2 separate regions of the Sus scrofa genome follow, and region 1 is linked to region 2. A link is a contact called in public HiChIP or PLAC-seq data. All regions are on one chromosome and are shown on one strand. The core of a region is the stretch at or near the end of the contact, and the rest is flanking DNA. Distances in the headings are between cores, read along the strand shown.

Region 1 (4,497 bases), core at 591-3,090, 290 kb before region 2:
TTTTGCATACACACGGTTATATAAAACTAATTTTATATTTGTTCTTATCAAACTTTTGGAAAACTAAAAACATTTTTTATTTACAATTTTGAGTTCTCTGTTTTTCTTAATCTTGCCAGAGGTTTTTCTATTCTCATTTTCAAAAAAAAAACTAATCAAAGAAACAAATATTTGCAAATTTAAAGCACATATTTAAGTAATTCCTGGGTCAAAGAGTAAATCATATTGAAAATTAGAAAATCCTTGGAGCAAAGTATTACAACAAAAACACAAACATATGGGATGTAGCTAAAGAAGTGATTAAAAGGCTACTGTAGCTCAAAATTAATGGATCAAGTGTTCAACTCAAGAAATGAAAAAACAGGCAAATGAGTAAACACAGAGAAAGTAGAAGGAAATAAACAGAAGTTAATGAAAGAAATTTTAAAAAACAGAAACGGGGAGTTTCTCTGATGGCCTAAGGGGCTAAGGCTCCAGCATTTTCTCTGCTGTGGCACAGGTTCCATCCTTGGCCTGGGAATTTCCACATGCTATGGGTGTGGCAAAAAAGAAAAAGAGAGAGAACCTGAAATAAATGTTGCATCTCCCATTTAAAAAATAATAATAATGAGAAACAATCAGCAAAAAGTACTGAGAGTTGGTACTTTCAATGTATGAATAAAGTAGACAAAGACTGAAGGGGGGAAAGTGATTGACAAAAAAAAAGATTTGCAAGATTGAAGGCGTCGAGAGATAACAGGAATAAAACAGAGACCATAACTACAGGTACAGTGAGAACTCAAAATGAGAAATGAGTATTATGAGCCTTGGACAAAATGGGCTGTTTCCTAAAAGTTGTAACTTACTAAATGTGACTCACGAAGAAATAGTAAGAGCCCTGTAACCACTGAAGTGAGTAGCTTAAAATATAACTACCATAAAACAGTTGTTGGCTCTTGCAGCTTAATCACTTTCCCTCTTGGGACAGAGAAGGCTGGAGTGTCCTCTTATGTTTCAGTGGGTTGGAGAGGTTCCAAGGATCTCCACCCCCGATAGGGGCTGGACCTCAGAGACACAATTAAAATGACTCAGAGGAGCTGAAATTGCTCATCGATCGGCCAACCCTTCAGCTTTACGCAGTTTGGGCATTAAGAGTGTCTTCAACAAGGCAATGCTACATCTCTTCAACAGGAAGTTGGGAGAAACACACCTTTGCTTTTCAAACAGTTCTGAAACAGAACACAAAACTATCTGGAGCAGTAAAGCAATTTCGAAGAGCTACAGAGTGTGAGCCTTTTCACAGAACGTGGGACCCACTAAAGAGCGAGAGCTAAGAAACTTGATTAAATATTTGCAAAGGCTGGGGATGGGGAGGGTTAAATTTTTTGCAAAGGCGTAAAAAGGCCTGGGGATGCGTTCAGACAAAAGTATTCAGTATGGGATTTCAAACTGTAAGCGACTGTGTCTACTGCACCTTTTTTTTTTTTTTTTTTGGAAAAACACCGGTAGCCTTTCAGATCCTGCCTCGCATCCGTTCCGGGTACCCGGCCGCGGTCCCGCTCCCGAGCCTCTGAACCGCGTCGCGCGGGCTGGAAGCCACAGTTCCAGCTTCTTCCTGCAGAGCCGCGGGCCGCCGCCCTCCCGGCCCCCGCGCGGCGCCCGCCGGGCAGCGACCCACCTCCTCGGCGTCCTGGCCCAGGGGGATGCCCAGGCTCTTGAGCCCCTCCTGCAGCTCGCGGATGTCCACCACGCCGTCCCCGTTGCGGTCCAGCTTCTGGAAGAGGGTCTCGTAGCGCGTCGGCGGCTCGGCGTCCTGGCAGGCCGCCGCGGGCAGCACGAAGCCCCGCAGCCAGCGCAGCATGGTCCCGGAGGCACGGGCCGGCCCAGCCGAGGGAGGTCCGGGGAGCCGAGGGCTGCCCGCGCGCGAGGCCTGAAGGCCAGGGACTCGCGGCGCCGCAGGCGCTGCAGGCTGAGGAGTCGAGGCCCCACCCGGCTCCGCGCACAGGGAGTGGCCGCTCCCGCCGCTGCTCGGGGAGGAGCTCGCCCCAAGCCGGCCTCCGGGAGAGGTCGGGGGACGGGCCTGGCGCTGCCCCGCGCGGGCAGGAAGTGAAAGGGCTGCGGGGTGGGGCCGGGAGGGGCCGGGGGACCTGAGGAGTGAGTTCTGCTCGGTCTCCCGAGTGGAGGAGCCGTCAGGGCGGCGATGCCTGCCTGTGGGTTTCCGCATCTGCAAAGGAAGGTTGGGGAGGGGGACGCTTTGAAGCTCAGGTTTCTGCATTTCAAGCCCCGCTCCTTTCGGGCTGGGAGCCCTGGCGAACTGCCCAGAAATAGTTCTTTTTGCACGGAATTTGGGGCCTTGTCCGGCTCTGTCTCACACAGCTCCCTTGCGTTTTCGTGTAACTTAACTCCACAGACCCCACACATCTCTAGGTCTGCTTTCTAGTCACAAAAATGAGGGAGGGGGAAAGAAGTGGGATGGATGGGAGTTTGGGGTTGGTAGATGCAAGCTCTGACATTCGGAATGGATAAGCAATGGGGTCCTGTGGTACAGCACGGGCAGGGAACTATGTCGGGTCTTGGGGTGGAATATGCTGGAAGATGGTATGAGAAAAAGAATGTATGACTGGGTCACTACGCTGTACAACAGAAATTGACACAACACTGCAAATCAATTATCCTCTAAAAAAAATAAGTATCTCTCACACACACACACACACACACACACACACACACACACGACAGAGAGGGTTGGTTGGGTGGTTGCATACCTGGGATGGGAATTAAGCTTTAAGAAGGAAAGGAGTTAAATCTGAAAGCAATTTAAAAAAAAAAAAAAAGGAACACCTAAAATTAATACAGTGTTTCTGTTAATAAAACTGGGGGAGGGGTGGGGAGGAGTGGGGGAGGGGGACTCAAGGGTCTCTTGGAGAAAAAATCAACATCCATCCAAGTGGGCAGCCGTACTTTGCTCTACAGCTTAGTTAGTGTGATCTGCCCCTGATAAATCTCAGGGCATATCTGCTCATCAGCACTTATCAGAAAAACCTCAGGCCTACTCCTTCTCAGGATAGACACAGTTACAAAAGTGTGGTTTATTGCCCGGGTAAGACAGAACTTCTTACTGCATAACATGCACTAAGCAAAGGAACCCTGGACTTCAGAGCCTTCAGCTGTGTAAACTTGGAGATGAGGCATAACTTCCCTGGGTAGCCTCTCATCAGTAAAATGAGTATGAGTATCTGCCTCATAATAGCAAGGTTGTATACTGTATGTGAAAGATTTTAACACTCTCCAACATCAATCAGATGAGATATTAATTGTGATCATTCTCTGTCCATCCAGAGCTGCCCATAGAAACGATCACTGTATCCTATTATCTGCAGGAGGTACAACTCCACCTGTAAATAAAGATCTCCCCACATCTGAGTTACTAAACAAAGACTAGTTCCAAAAAAAAATCCAGGCCCCCCAGACCTTGAATTTACCTCTCTTCATACTATTTTATATATTTGTGACATATACAAATCCAGAGGTCGTAAAATGAGGACTGCCTACTTAGTAAAAATGATCTTGAAATCAATTTATTTGCTTATTTTACTTCCGATTTCTAGTTTTGTTAAAAATTATCCTCTTTTGTTGGCTACTTCTGGAGTTTGTTAGGAATACAAACTCTCAGGCCCACCCCAGGCCCACTAAATAAAAACCACACTTACACAAGAGCACCAAGTGGTCTTTTATATGCTAAGGGTTGAGAAGCTCTTCTAATATAAAATAATACCACTCAAAGTATAATTTGCATACTAGGGCGAGACTGCAAGCTGTTACCTGTTCATAACAAAGTAAGTCGGGGTTTAAGAGGAAGCATATAGAAACGTTACAGTAGTTTGATAATTTCGCATTTGTGGAATCTCGTAAAAATTCAAGACTTTTCTTTTTTATTTCAACTTTCTAATAATGCATTGTTACTTTTTTTAAAATAAAAGTGTTTGCAATGAATTAAAACTGTTAACACACCAAATAAAGGTATAATTAACAACAGCAACATCCTGCATGAGAAAAGAAAATGTTACATAGACATTTAAACACCTGCATGAAAGAGGGCATTCCTGCCTATTGCATGTTGGTAATTCCCGAAGACCAGTGGGTCTACAAAGACCAAGAGCAGAGACCCTGACCTCATTCATTTCCTTAACCCAATTCATTTTCTTGATCAGGACAGAAGTCTGGGGGGTTCAGCCTAATTCAGCTTGCTTCTCTTTTTCCCAACATCTAGCTTTCTCTGGTACTACTGTCCTCTATCGAAGCAACCTTCAAAGTTTAATCCATTTCATCTATTTTGGTCTTCGAAGACCTCTTTTCAACACTTACGTGAATACCATATCACTAGGGGGATCTGCTTGAATAATCATTCTAGATTTTCAAAATTTTAGTTGGGAAACAAGTTTACCTTTTTAACTACTGGAGTACTTAGTTGTAATAAGACCAAAATCCACAAGCACCTGGTCCTTTTAAAAAATCCTG
Region 2 (4,414 bases), core at 505-3,004:
AAAGCCATTTTGTGGCTGTTTATAATCTTTTTTTTTTTTTTGGTCATTGTTGTTTTTTTTTTTCAGGTTTTGTTTGTTTGTTTGGTTTTGGGTTTTTTTTGTGCCCCCAGACACACACACATGGCATACAGAAGTTCCCAGCCAGGTAATCGAATCTGAGCCGTAGCTGTGACCTGTGCCCCAGCATCAGGAATGCCAGATCCTTAACATGCTGCACCACAGTGGGAACTCCTATGGCTGTTTTTATTTTTCATTAGCTTTCTCTCTCCTAAAGAGCAAAAACTGAGGTTATCCCATAGTCTGCTCCCTTGCTTTCTGCGTAGCTCAAGGCTAATCCTTCTTCCCACTCCACCACTAGCTGTGCATCCTTGGCAAGCTACTTGACTTCACTAAGCCTGTTTCCTTGTCTGTAAGGGTTGCTTTGAGGATCAATGAGATAGTCCACTTAGCACGGTGCCTGCTTTAGTAAATGTTAGCTATTATAATTACTAATAGTAAGTACCATTTACACTTCTCTATGTGACCAAGTTGAATTAAGAAAATTGGGAGTTCCCATTATGGCTTAGCAGGTTAAGGACCCTACACTGTCTCTGTGAGGACACAAGTTTGATCCCTGGCCTCGCTCAGTGGGTTAAGGATCTGGTGTTGCCACAGGCTGCGATGTAGGTTGAAGATGTGGCTCAGATCTGGTGGTGTCCTGAGTGTGATGTAGGCGAGCAGCTGCTGCTCAGATTTGACCACAAGCTTGGGAACTTACAGGTGCGGCCATAAAAAGAAAAAAATAACGTAAAATTGGTTCTTTGCAAATCCCTGTGAGAAAGCATACTTTGTGTTAATGTCTATGATGGTTATGTCACAGTTTGGGGGGCTCAGCAACTAAACTCATTCAATTCATGAGTGATTAGTTTGATTGCAAGTCTCAGGAAATAGATCTCTCTACCTACACTTGCTATGTTTGAGCTTAAATTGTCTCCTTTGTTGAATCAGCAATAATTCCCTTCTTTTAAATGCTAAAGCATTGATAGCCTCTCCCACCTGAATTTGTTTGTTGAATAGATAATTATTTTATTGGTTCATACAGGTATACTATCATCACAAGGGCATTTACTTTTTAACCAACTTTTTTTTTTTTTTTTTTTTGTCTTTTTGTCTTTTTGTCTTTTTGCAGCAACGCCAGATCGGAGCCACGTCTGCAACCTACACCACAGCTCACCGCAACGCTGGATCCTAAACCCACTAAGCAAGGCCAGGGATTGAACACGCAACCTCATGGCTCCTAGTCGGATTCGTTATCCACTGTGCCACGAGGAGGAACTCCTTAACCAACTTTTGACTACCTGCAGCATATCAAGAATTGAGCTAATTAGATTTTTAATTCTTCAGAATCTGGTCTCATTTATTTGACGTTCCTGAAAGTCTTGAACAGTTCTGGGCACACTGGATGGCACCTCACATTTCTGCCCAATTATTGCCTCCTTGAACGATGAATAAACTTTTTGAAGGATAAATTTTCTATTCGGTAGGCGACTGAATGAAGTCCATTACAAATCGCTTCACAAAGTGCAGAACTCCCTCCCGTTTTCATGTACCCTACGTGTAATCCGGAATTTCTCAGATGCTGTTAGCTCCCAATCCGTTGGCACGGTTTCGTTTTCTGACGTCACAGGTCGTCGAAATTCATCTGACAGCCTCCCGCTAGGGGGCGCGCAACTGCTCAAGGAGCGTCCATCCGCACTGCGCAGCCTCAGTCTAGGGATGGGCGGGAAGCCCCTACAGAGCCCGTGACGTCACCGGAGGGCGCGGACCGTGGGCGTGGGCGGGGCCTCCCCCGCAGCTAGAGGCGGGGCCCGCCCGACCCCTTTCCCTCAGCTCAAGTAGGTTGCGAGTGGGAGGCGCCGGCGGCTGCTCCGCAGTGTTTGGAAAGATGGCGCCGCCGGTGACGGAACGGGGGCTGAAGAGCGTCGTGTGGCAGAGTGAGTGCGATGGGGCAGGGGCTGAGAGAGGGAAGGCCAAGGAGGCCGTGGCGCCCGGCCTTGCGTTCCTGCCCCAGACCAGCAGTCCCTTGGGGAGCCGCGGCGGCCACTTGTTGCTTTGGCGCCCACGTCCCTGTTAGGACTTCTTCCTGCTTTCCTTCCCAGCGCAGTTCTGGCAGGACCAGGGATGGGCGGGGTGCGGGAGGACGCGGCCCTGGCGTCTGGCACCCTCTCCGCTCGGCGGGGCCCTGGCCCCGAAGCCCCGCCCTGGGTGAGCGGCCCCCGGCCGGCCTTTTCCGCCCGGGGCCCCGGCGCCGGTCCTCCGCCGCGCCCGCGTCGAGGCCCCACCAGTCGGCGATGTCTCTCCACCGGAGACAATCTAAGCACTGTTTTTCTCTCTCGTCCCTCCCACTCTCCCCGCACTTGGGTTTCCGAAAAGTGCTTATTCTTGCTTATTGGTCTTAGTATCAGGGAGGGTTTTATAACCGTACTTTATCTGTCCTTTAAGAAGACAAAAACAAAACCTCACTGTTAAACAGACCCCTCTTCCCTTCTAGAAGAGCCCACTTTCTAAAGAGAAGGGACCGCTGGAATGATTAAATCTCGGGGCAAAGCTGTACCTTCATCCACCTTTTCCTTTCTACTCTCCGAGTCACTCCGTTTTGCTAGGACTGTACTACTTATTGGTTACTCATATTCTGCCATATCATCCACGACTTTCATAAATATCACACCAAACCTAGACCGGTCAGGTTAGAGAAGGAATAATACTGCCAAACAGGAAGAACTATCATTGTTTGGCATTGCTGCGTTCAAAGTAATTATGGTCTAGTGGTGGAAAGGGAGTAACATCCAATTAGTATTTCTGACTCCAGCTTTGAAGAAGGAACAGAAATAGCACCTGAGTTAACAAACTTCTGGGAGTTATAGAATTCCTTGTATAAAATTAAAACTCCAAATTGGTGACTGGCATAGTGATTAGCACATCAGATACTAAAAACAAGTGTATAAATAAAAGAGGGAAAAAAGTTATGAAAATATTTTTATTACTTTTTTCTTTTTACCTTTTTTTTTTTTTTTTGGTCTTTTTGTCTTTTTAGGGCCTCACCCGCAGCATATGGAGGTTCCCAGGCTAGGGGTCTAATTGGAGCTGTAGCCGCCGGCCTACACCACAGCACAGCAACTTGGGATCCGAGCCGCATCTGCGACCTACACCACAGATCAGGGCTACGCCTGATCCTTAACCCGCTGAGTGAGGCCAAGGATCGAAACCGAGTCCTTATGGATGCTAGTCGGGTTCACTAACCGCTGAGCCACGATGGCAACTCCTTGAAACTATTTCTTTTAATTGGATAATTGTAAAGTTAGAAATTTGTTTTTCAAAATTTGCATGGGTTACTTTTAAGATTTGGTAATGTTTTAAAATCACAGTGGTATTTAAATACATTTATATTGTAAATGGGAATTACATTGTAAATATATGTTGGAAATGGGTAATGAATTGTATTTTATAAGTAATTTCCAAGATGGTCCTTATGGTCAGCATTTATTAGCAAAGGAAAAAGGTTAATGGCAGTAATGTTGGTGTTGATGGCATGGAAACTAGGCAAGAGGGAGCGTTTAAAGATAACAATTTTCCGTCGTGGGCTGTGAACCTGAGGTGGCACCAGGATATCCAGATGGCGTGTAAGATAAAGAAGATGGGACACTGAATGGAAGGAAGGTGTTATGAGGATTAAAAAATTAGTTATTAGAACTTTTGTGTAAGTAGGAACATAGCCAAAAGACAGGTGATGTTCATTCCACATTTAGTAAGTAAGTGGAGAGAAAAGAGAAGTGGGGAGCCTCTCAGTTCTGTCAGCAGAAGATGACAGTCTGAAAGAAATGAAGGCATCTTCTCAGAGGTAGGAGAATCACACATTTGACTGAGAAAAGGTTCTGCTAACTATATAGGTAGTATAGTTAGGTCTGGGTAGAAAGCTAAGTAGCTTTCAGTTGTTTTTTTTTTTTTTTTTTTTTTTTTAAAAAAAAAAAAAGGACTTCCCCTTGCGGCACAGCGGAGACGAATCCAACTAGCAACCGTGAGGCAGCGGGCTCCATCCCTGGTGTTGCTGTGGCTGTGGTGTAGGCCAGCGGCTATAGCTCCGATTAGACCCCTAGCCTGGGAACCTCCGTATGCCTCGGGTGTGGCCCTGAAAAGATAAAAAAGCCCCCCCCCCAAAGCCGTTCGGTTTACCTACAAAGTAGGGAAAAGGGAACTAATGTTTCTTGAACAATTACTCTATGCCAGGCACAATTCTTTACATATATTAAAACTTGAGAATTTATTACCTCTATTTGACAGATGTTAAAACTCTTATTATTGCTGCATTCTTCTGTTTTTTTTTTTTTAAATCATTGGCTCAGCTTTAATTAGACTTTACCCTTAAGCTTTTACAAGT

Evidence for each region. HiChIP or PLAC-seq counts read pairs in DNA pulled down with a chosen protein or histone mark.
Region 1: an H3K27ac HiChIP or PLAC-seq map of alveolar macrophages shows a contact between it and region 2. The contact joins the promoter of SLC25A24 here to the promoter of STXBP3 in region 2. A contact is called at or near these places in 1 of 47 Hi-C or Micro-C datasets (embryonic fibroblasts) and 1 of 2 datasets of contacts at active chromatin or transcription factors (alveolar macrophages).

What each region holds. Positions count from the first base shown.
Region 1 is chr4:111,577,529-111,582,025 of Sscrofa11.1, reverse strand. SLC25A24 (solute carrier family 25 member 24) reads right to left here and starts at 1,840. Exons shown (of 10, transcript NM_001199363.1): 1 at 1,658-1,840. The coding sequence starts at 1,840.
Region 2 is chr4:111,291,407-111,295,820 of Sscrofa11.1, reverse strand. It overlaps STXBP3 (syntaxin-binding protein 3), which reads left to right and starts at 1,754. Exons shown (of 19, transcript XM_021090106.1): 1 at 1,754-1,973. The coding sequence starts at 1,925.